Linked DNA regions of Oryctolagus cuniculus: region 2 is linked to region 1. A link is a contact called in public Micro-C data. All regions are on one chromosome and are shown on one strand. The core of a region is the stretch at or near the end of the contact, and the rest is flanking DNA. Distances in the headings are between cores, read along the strand shown. Region 1 has its middle 100 kb from the start of TM2D1. Region 2 overlaps NFIA (nuclear factor I A).

Region 1 (3,730 bases), core at 1,177-3,676:
ATGAATAACAACTTGTTAGTGTAACTCCAAAGGCAACACCAAAGTGGTATGAGAGTCAGTTATACAGGATGAGAGTTAGACAGTTATACAAGCTCCCACGCCTGCTACGGTGCTCGGCCATCATTGGCTGCTGTAGAAACAGATGCATTAATCAGGTACCAGGACACAGAAATCTGCCACCTCGATGCTCATCAAACTTTCCTTTCCATAAACCAGAAGCATGTCTCTGAGCTATGAAAATCAGACTCGAATATGAACTCTGAAAGTTCACCCTCGGCTCTTACAGACATGGTCACAGATGCCTGGCTGTTGAACTAGGAGAGCTTGAAAGAAAACAAACTGCCCCTTGAAGTTATTTAAAAACTAAGCAAGATTCTTTATTCATTCAACCAATTTATACTGTGTTTACTGTAAGGGGTATGAGGCCAATAAGATGTGTTCTTTGCCTGGGCAAAGAGAAAAAGAGGCATAAAAAAGGTACGTACAACAGTGTATTGTGTTCCATAGAGCAAGCTACAGACTTACAGCTAACAGATGGTAGGCATATTAATTCTAAGTGGGACTACTACACAGGCATAGCTGAGAAAGATTTCAGAGAGGTGGTTGTATTTGAGGCAAGTTTTGAAGGGGCCACAGCACAGACAGAGCCATGAACACCTTAAAGAGCCGGAAGTATTCTCATTGGAGCCCTCTTTAGGGAGTCGTAGGGTGTCTAATTCCAGGCTGGAAAAGTATTATTCTTTTTTTTTGTAAAGGTTTTAATTATTTATTTGAAAGTTAGAGTCTTTTTTTTTTTTTTTTGACAGGCAGAATGGACAGTGAGAGAGAGAGACAGAGAGAAAGGTCTTCCTTTGCCATTGGTTCACCCTCCAATGGCCGCCACAGCCGGCGCACCGCACTGATCCGATGGCAGGAGCCAGGTGCTTCTCCTGGTCTCCCATGGGGTGCAGGGCCCAAGCACTTGGGCCATCCTCCACTGCACTCCCTGGCCACAGCAGAGAGCTGGCCTGGAAGAGGGGCAACCGGGACAGAATCCGGCGCCCCGACCGGGACTAGAACCCGGTGTGCCGGCGCCGCAAGGCAGAGGATTAGCCTAGTGAGCTACGGCGCCAGCTCAAGGAAAAGTATTATTCTATTCCAAATTCTGAAAACCACTACCAGCCTGATTGATCTGTTATCATTTGATGCAAGTAGAAAATTCTAATTTGTGGGAACCCAAACCAATAAGCACCTTTTTTTAAAAGATTTTTTAAATTTATTTATTTCAAAGATAAATTTACAGAGAGAAAGTTCCTCCATCCACTGGTTCATTCCCCAAATGGTCTCAGCGGCCAAGCGAGCTAATGCAAAGCCAGGAGCCTCCTCCGGGTCTCCCAGGAGGGTGCAGGGGCCCAAGCACTTGGGCCATCCCCCACTGCTTTCACTGCTTTCCCAGGCCACAAGCAGAGAGCTGGATCAGAAGAGTAGCCAGGGCAAGAACAGGTGCCAATATGGGATGCAGCACCCACCCCGAATAAGCGTCTCTGGATGTGGCCATACATGAGTACTTCCAGCACCCGTGTGAGCTTTGGGTTTCCCTATTTATGTGGCAGGTCCTCTCTCCCAAGATTCACAAGCAGGCCCACGATTTGGCCACGGCTGTGGGACCCCTCTTTCTCAGGTGCCTAGAAAGATGTGGCATCAGCCCAAGGCAATGCTTATGTGGGCCGGAGAGCACAGACAATAGTATGACTGTGACATTTAATCTGTCTGGCAAATTGGTGCAGCTGCTCTCCTACAACAAACAGGCAGGCAGAGGGAGCGACCACCGCCACAAACAAACAAACAAAGTGTGTGCGTGATCCTTAAATTTTAATAGCTATTCAGACAGTCCTTAGAGAGGAACTTGGCAGCTCCGGCCTCCAAGGCTGCTCCCCCACCTGTCTCCAGGCACAGCAAACACAGCTGTGTGAGGAAACAGGAAAGAAATGGTGCGAGCCGGAGGGCCGAGGGCGTGGGGGGAAGAATGGGAGCGCGCCTTTCCCATAAACCCACTTGGGACAGGGCCTGGCTAACAACTGCAGAAATACGGGAGGACACGCCGCCAGGCTCTTTGTAAGACTTCGCGTTAAGTGAAATCACTCAAGACGCAGCTCCAGGGCCACTTCAGAACCCCGAGGCCGAGCGCACGAGGGGCGCTCAGGGAGAGCCCGGGGCTTCTGCTTCTGTCAGAGTGAAACACAACGGCGCTGCATGCCCTGGCAGAGGCCCTGTAGAACTTCCTGAAGTGTCTAGAAACTTCTTTATCTGTATTTCCCCGGGCTGAGAAGTGCACACATTTTTAAAGTTCAGCCCTTGACAAAAGTCAAGACTGAGGCAAGATGTTTCAGCCGCCCTGATCCAAATGTTAGCATTTCTGCAGCGGTCAGGGGCTTGCCGCGCCCCAAAGCAACGGGTCGGGGGAGGGCGGGAATCGGGAGAGGGAAAGAAGTCGTTCGAGAGGATGAAAAACAAAGCCAGGAGGTATTTTTGGTATCATGGTAATCACAAAATAGCACGAATGCGGTCTGTGCCTGCGTGCTACCCCAACGTCGATTTGAATCCCACTGAACGCTGGTTTGAAATTTTCCATTTTTGTAATTTGCTTGCCTTTGTTAAGCCAAGACTTGAGAGAAACCTGGCAGCCGGCTGCAAGTCTGGCACGATTTCACCTCAGACGCACCCGCTGGCTTGGGACGTTGAGGGAGACCGCACAAGAGCGAAGGCGGCGCTGGGAGAAGCGGCGGCTCGGCAGCCGCCCGGGCAGGCCCGCGGCCTCGCAGCCAGGGGGTTTGGCTCCCCCTACCGGAATCGCGAGGCCGGCAACGCCGCGGCCTGGTGGGGGTGGGGCACCGGGCCACCTGCCTGGAGAGTTTCCCAGCCAGTGGGAAGGGAGGCAAAGCAAAAGGAGTGGGAAGCAGGGATTTCCACACCACATCGAGGCAACAGAGCCAGGTCCGAGTCAGCACAGCGCTTCGTGTTTGGAGGAGAAAAGATAGGCACGCTGCCTCCATCAAATTTACGTACAAACTTGGGCCTCGTGCTTACATGGAAACCCGGGTTGAGAGCCAAGCAGTGAGTGGTCCCAGTGTGCAGGCCCAGCACATAGTGTGTGCTTAGCAGATAAATGCTGATTGAATGAATGAATGAATGAATGACCCCCGGGCCGGTGCTGTGGCATAGTAGGTTAAGCGCGGGCCTGCAGCACCGGTTCCCAGCGGCGCCTCTTCCCATCCAGCTCTCTGGGAAAGCAGCAGAAGATGGCCCAAGTGCTTGGGTCCCTGCACCCACATGGGAGACCCAGAAGAAGTTCCTGGCTCCTGGCTCCTGGCTCCTGGCTCCTGGGTTCTGGCTTTGGATCGTCCCAGCTCCAGCAGATGCCACCGTTTGGGGAGTGAACCAAGGGATGGGAGACCACTCTCTGTGTCTCTCCCTCTCTGTCTGTAACGCTGCTTCTCAAATAACTAAATAAATCTAAAAAAAAAAAAAAAAAGACTCAATGCACTAAATAACCTACTCTATCAAACAGAGAGCGAATGTGATTAAAAAAAAAAAAAAACACTTCCCTGCTTTTTCCAGTATTCATAAGTTGTAAGATGGGTTTTGTTCATGGCTAGTAATTCCTGCAAAAATCCTGCACCAGGTAGGCTAGTCCAGTGCTCTTGCCCCCACCCCCAATGTGCATAGCAGGGATTGAGAATCAACCCCATTC
Region 2 (3,241 bases), core at 260-2,759, 630 kb before region 1:
GATAAGTATATTTTAGTGCAAAAAATACTTTAAATCCATTGTCTTTCTTGATACATTTTCTGTAAACTTTTTGATAATTCCTTGTGTAGATTGGGGCAGCTGAAGCAGGAAATTTTTTGAAATTTTTTAATATTTAAAATTTGTTTTATTTTATTTGGGAGGCAAGAGAAATAAAGACCCAGAGAGATCATCCATTTGCTGTTTCACTCCCCCAAAGGCCCAAAACATCCAGGACTGGGCCACGTCAATGCCAGAGTCTTAGACTTCAATCCTGGTCTCTCCCATGGGTGGCAGGTATTGAGTCTTTACCTGCTGCTTCTCGGGAAGTACATTAGCAGGAAGCTAGCATCCAACATGGAGTTAGGACTCAAACTCAGACACTCTGACACGAGATGCAGGTGTCCCAAGAGATGTCTCAACTGCTAGGCCAAACACCCCCACCACCCCCAGTAGGAAAAGTTTTACATAGCAAAAACTATATAACAACTATGACTTGTATTCTCTTGCCTTATTTTCTCATTTTTCAAAATGAAGATGTCTATCATATAACATTGCAAAAATCCCACGACAATTAACCATTAAATAGCAACTAACCAATTATGTGTTAGAGTTGCATGGGAAATACTAATAGTGTCATCCCTCCTTGAAAGATGCTATTTGATTCTGAGAGAGACGTTAACAAGTCGTTGCCATCCCTTGTCCCTATCAGATACTCATGCTGCTCTGCGCCCTCTGCCCTTAACTAAGGCCCTCTTCCTTAAACATTAGAAAGGAAGTGGATAACGTCTTACAATTGGAAGCTAAAAATGACTTGCCTATTAGAAATATGTGGAGGCCTCTTAGAAGCTCACAGTTTCCCACCTATATAAGTGACTTGTCCAAGGTCACACAGCTACTCTTGTCAATCAAACATGCTGCACCTTATGAAAACAACCTGAGGGTGACCCCGGACTCTAAGCCCAGCCAGCATCGTCAGGATGGAAACTCTGGCAGCCCAGTAGCAGCCGCCACTTCTTTTGTCCTGGACTTGCCCAGTTCCTGTCCTGACCCCTCCCCAAAAGCCCGTTCTTAGTGCCCTCTGGGCTTTTGCCGATGCCAACAGACCCGGAACTCCGCGCCGACTCAGTCGCTGAAGAATGGCTCTGGACAAAACAGGGCCCTGCTTGGACAGCACCACAATGACTGCAGGTGTCCCTTTCTTTCCCGTGCTATTTGGAACTCGCCTGTAGGTGGCGCCCTGCTTCGCTAAGGGGAACTTGGAGGGCGAGGACAGGGTCACCAGCTGCCTGTCGGCAAGGACGCTTTAAATAGGCCCTCGGCTGGAGGTCAGCGCAGCCACGGCGATGGTGTGGCCGTGCGGCCCCTTCTCGGTCTCCCTTCCTCCGCGTACCCCGACTCTCCTCACCCCTCGGGGCTGGCGAGATCGGGCAGCGGCGGGCCTGCGCCTCCTCCCAGGTGGGGCTTAGGATCGAGATCTTCGAGCTCCCGGGCTAAGCCTGGCGCCGCAGGGCGGTGCTGCGATCCCAGGGCCCCGGGCCTGCCCGTCCCCCGACCCGCGGGCTTCCAGCCCCCGCCTTGCCCGCAGCTGTGGTGGGGGCGGAGGGTTGGGGGGAGAGTGACCCTGTGAGTGCTGGGCGGGGCGGGGCAGCTTTAAAAACTTCTGAAAGGCCTCGTTCAAAGCCTCAAAGGACAGAACTTGGGCCGGAAAGCGGTTTCCACGGAGGGGACCAAAAGGGGGCGGGGGTGCACCTGCAGGGCAGGGAGCGCGCTGCCTGTGCCAGGGGGACCGGATCCCCGAGCGCGCTGCTGTCCCAGCCTCACGCCCGCGCCCCCTCGGGGAAGCCGGCGGCCCCGCCCGGGACTCTAGGCTTTCATCGTCTCCACGGGACAGCCGCCGGGCGGGGTCTCGGCTGCTTTGGCCTGCGCGTTCCCCGCAGGGTCTTCCTTCCCTCCAGCCCCTCCCTAAGAACCCGAGATTTTGCAGCAAAGTTGAATTCCGGGCTTTTAACCCCAACCCACCCGGGTGGGAGACCGCAGAGGACGTGGAGATTTCTGTACACACTTGTCAGTTCCACATCCCGGCTCCCCCCACCTCCTCCGCCACTAGCAATCCTGGGTGGGGGGAGGGAGGAGGAAGAGGGCAGGAGACGGGAGCGGGTGGCGGGGTTGGCGCCGTGGCAGATCCGAGCGTGGCCCCGGCGGCGTCGGGCGTCTCTGCTGTCGCTGTGCGCCGGGGCTGTGCCACCTCGGGGCAGAGGGAAAGGGGCTGCGCGGCCGCCGCCAGCCGGGCCCGCTCTGCGGCAGACGCGGTGCAGAGGCGGCCAAGGGAGACTGGTCCGCGGACGTGACCTAGCGCCGGATCAGGAGGATGCCGTACCCCACGGTCCTTCTACGGCAGCTCTCGACCGAATGCCGAGAAGGAGCCTCTCCTTCAGTCGTTTGCTCAGATCCTTCGAAATGCAGCGCTTTAGCCAGGGAACAGCTGCGTGGGCCTCTCCCCAACACTCCCTGCGGCCTCACTCGGCCAGAGTCGCTGAGCCGGGTCGGTGAGGGCGCGCGGGGAAAGGTACGCGTGGAGGTAAATGAAACTACGTCATTCAGTTAAGGAAGAAAAATAGCTACTGAAACATAAAGTGGTTAAAAGAATAAGCTACCTGAAGTTTGCCATTTGCTTGTAGTCCTTGTCCCGGAGCTGAGAAAGTTAGATACATGAGAGTTAGGGGATCTTTTTTTTTTTTTTTCCAATTAACATTTACACATTTTCTCTGAGTCTTTGAGAGAATTCTTTTAGTGAATTTTAAAAAGCAATAGAAGCTGGCGTTACCGGCAGCAAAGGGACAGGGAACGGATCTCATAGACTTCTGCAGAATTTAGCTACAACATCAGCACTCAAATGTAAAGTGAACTTTTACATAACAATACTAATAGGGTGGTGTTTTTACTGATCGCTTACCTCAGGAGGTAGGCAACTCTGGGAAGGAAAGGGATGAAAGGGAAAATAGAACAATGAAAGTGAAAAGAGAGATGAGCCCCAGGTGAGTCTGAACAGGAATCTTGGTGGGCCTGGTCTCTCCGAGCATCCTAAGAAAGGATAGAATTAAGTAAGATGTGTTCCTTTTTGTGAATTCCTAGCACTTGCTCCATGTAGCAGCCCTATCCCCCCCTCCCTCTCCCTCTCCCTCTCCCTCTCCCTCTCCCTCTCCCTCTCCCTCTCCCTCTCCCTCTCCCTCTCCCTAACAGA

Evidence for each region. Hi-C and Micro-C count contacts between places; a contact is called where the count stands out from the background.
Region 2: a contact with region 1 is called in a Micro-C map of ear pinna, with 20 times the contacts expected there. The contact joins two enhancer-like sites. A contact is called at or near these places in 4 of 6 Hi-C or Micro-C datasets (ear pinna, psoas muscle, skin fibroblasts and 1 more).

What each region holds. Positions count from the first base shown.
Region 1 is chr7:111,178,262-111,181,991 of mOryCun1.1, reverse strand. No RefSeq gene overlaps it. Among named protein-coding and RNA genes, the nearest start is that of TM2D1, 100 kb to the right of the region's middle. Within about 2 kb of position 2,426, at least 4 of the 8 cell types and tissues checked have an H3K27ac peak or open chromatin away from gene starts, as enhancers often do. A contact at or near this core is called in ear pinna, where this site is marked.
Region 2 is chr7:111,812,754-111,815,994 of mOryCun1.1, reverse strand. All of the region lies in intron 1 of NFIA (nuclear factor I A), which reads left to right. Among named protein-coding and RNA genes, the nearest start is that of NFIA, 180 kb to the left of the region's middle. Within about 2 kb of position 1,509, at least 5 of the 8 cell types and tissues checked have an H3K27ac peak or open chromatin away from gene starts, as enhancers often do. A contact at or near this core is called in ear pinna, where this site is marked.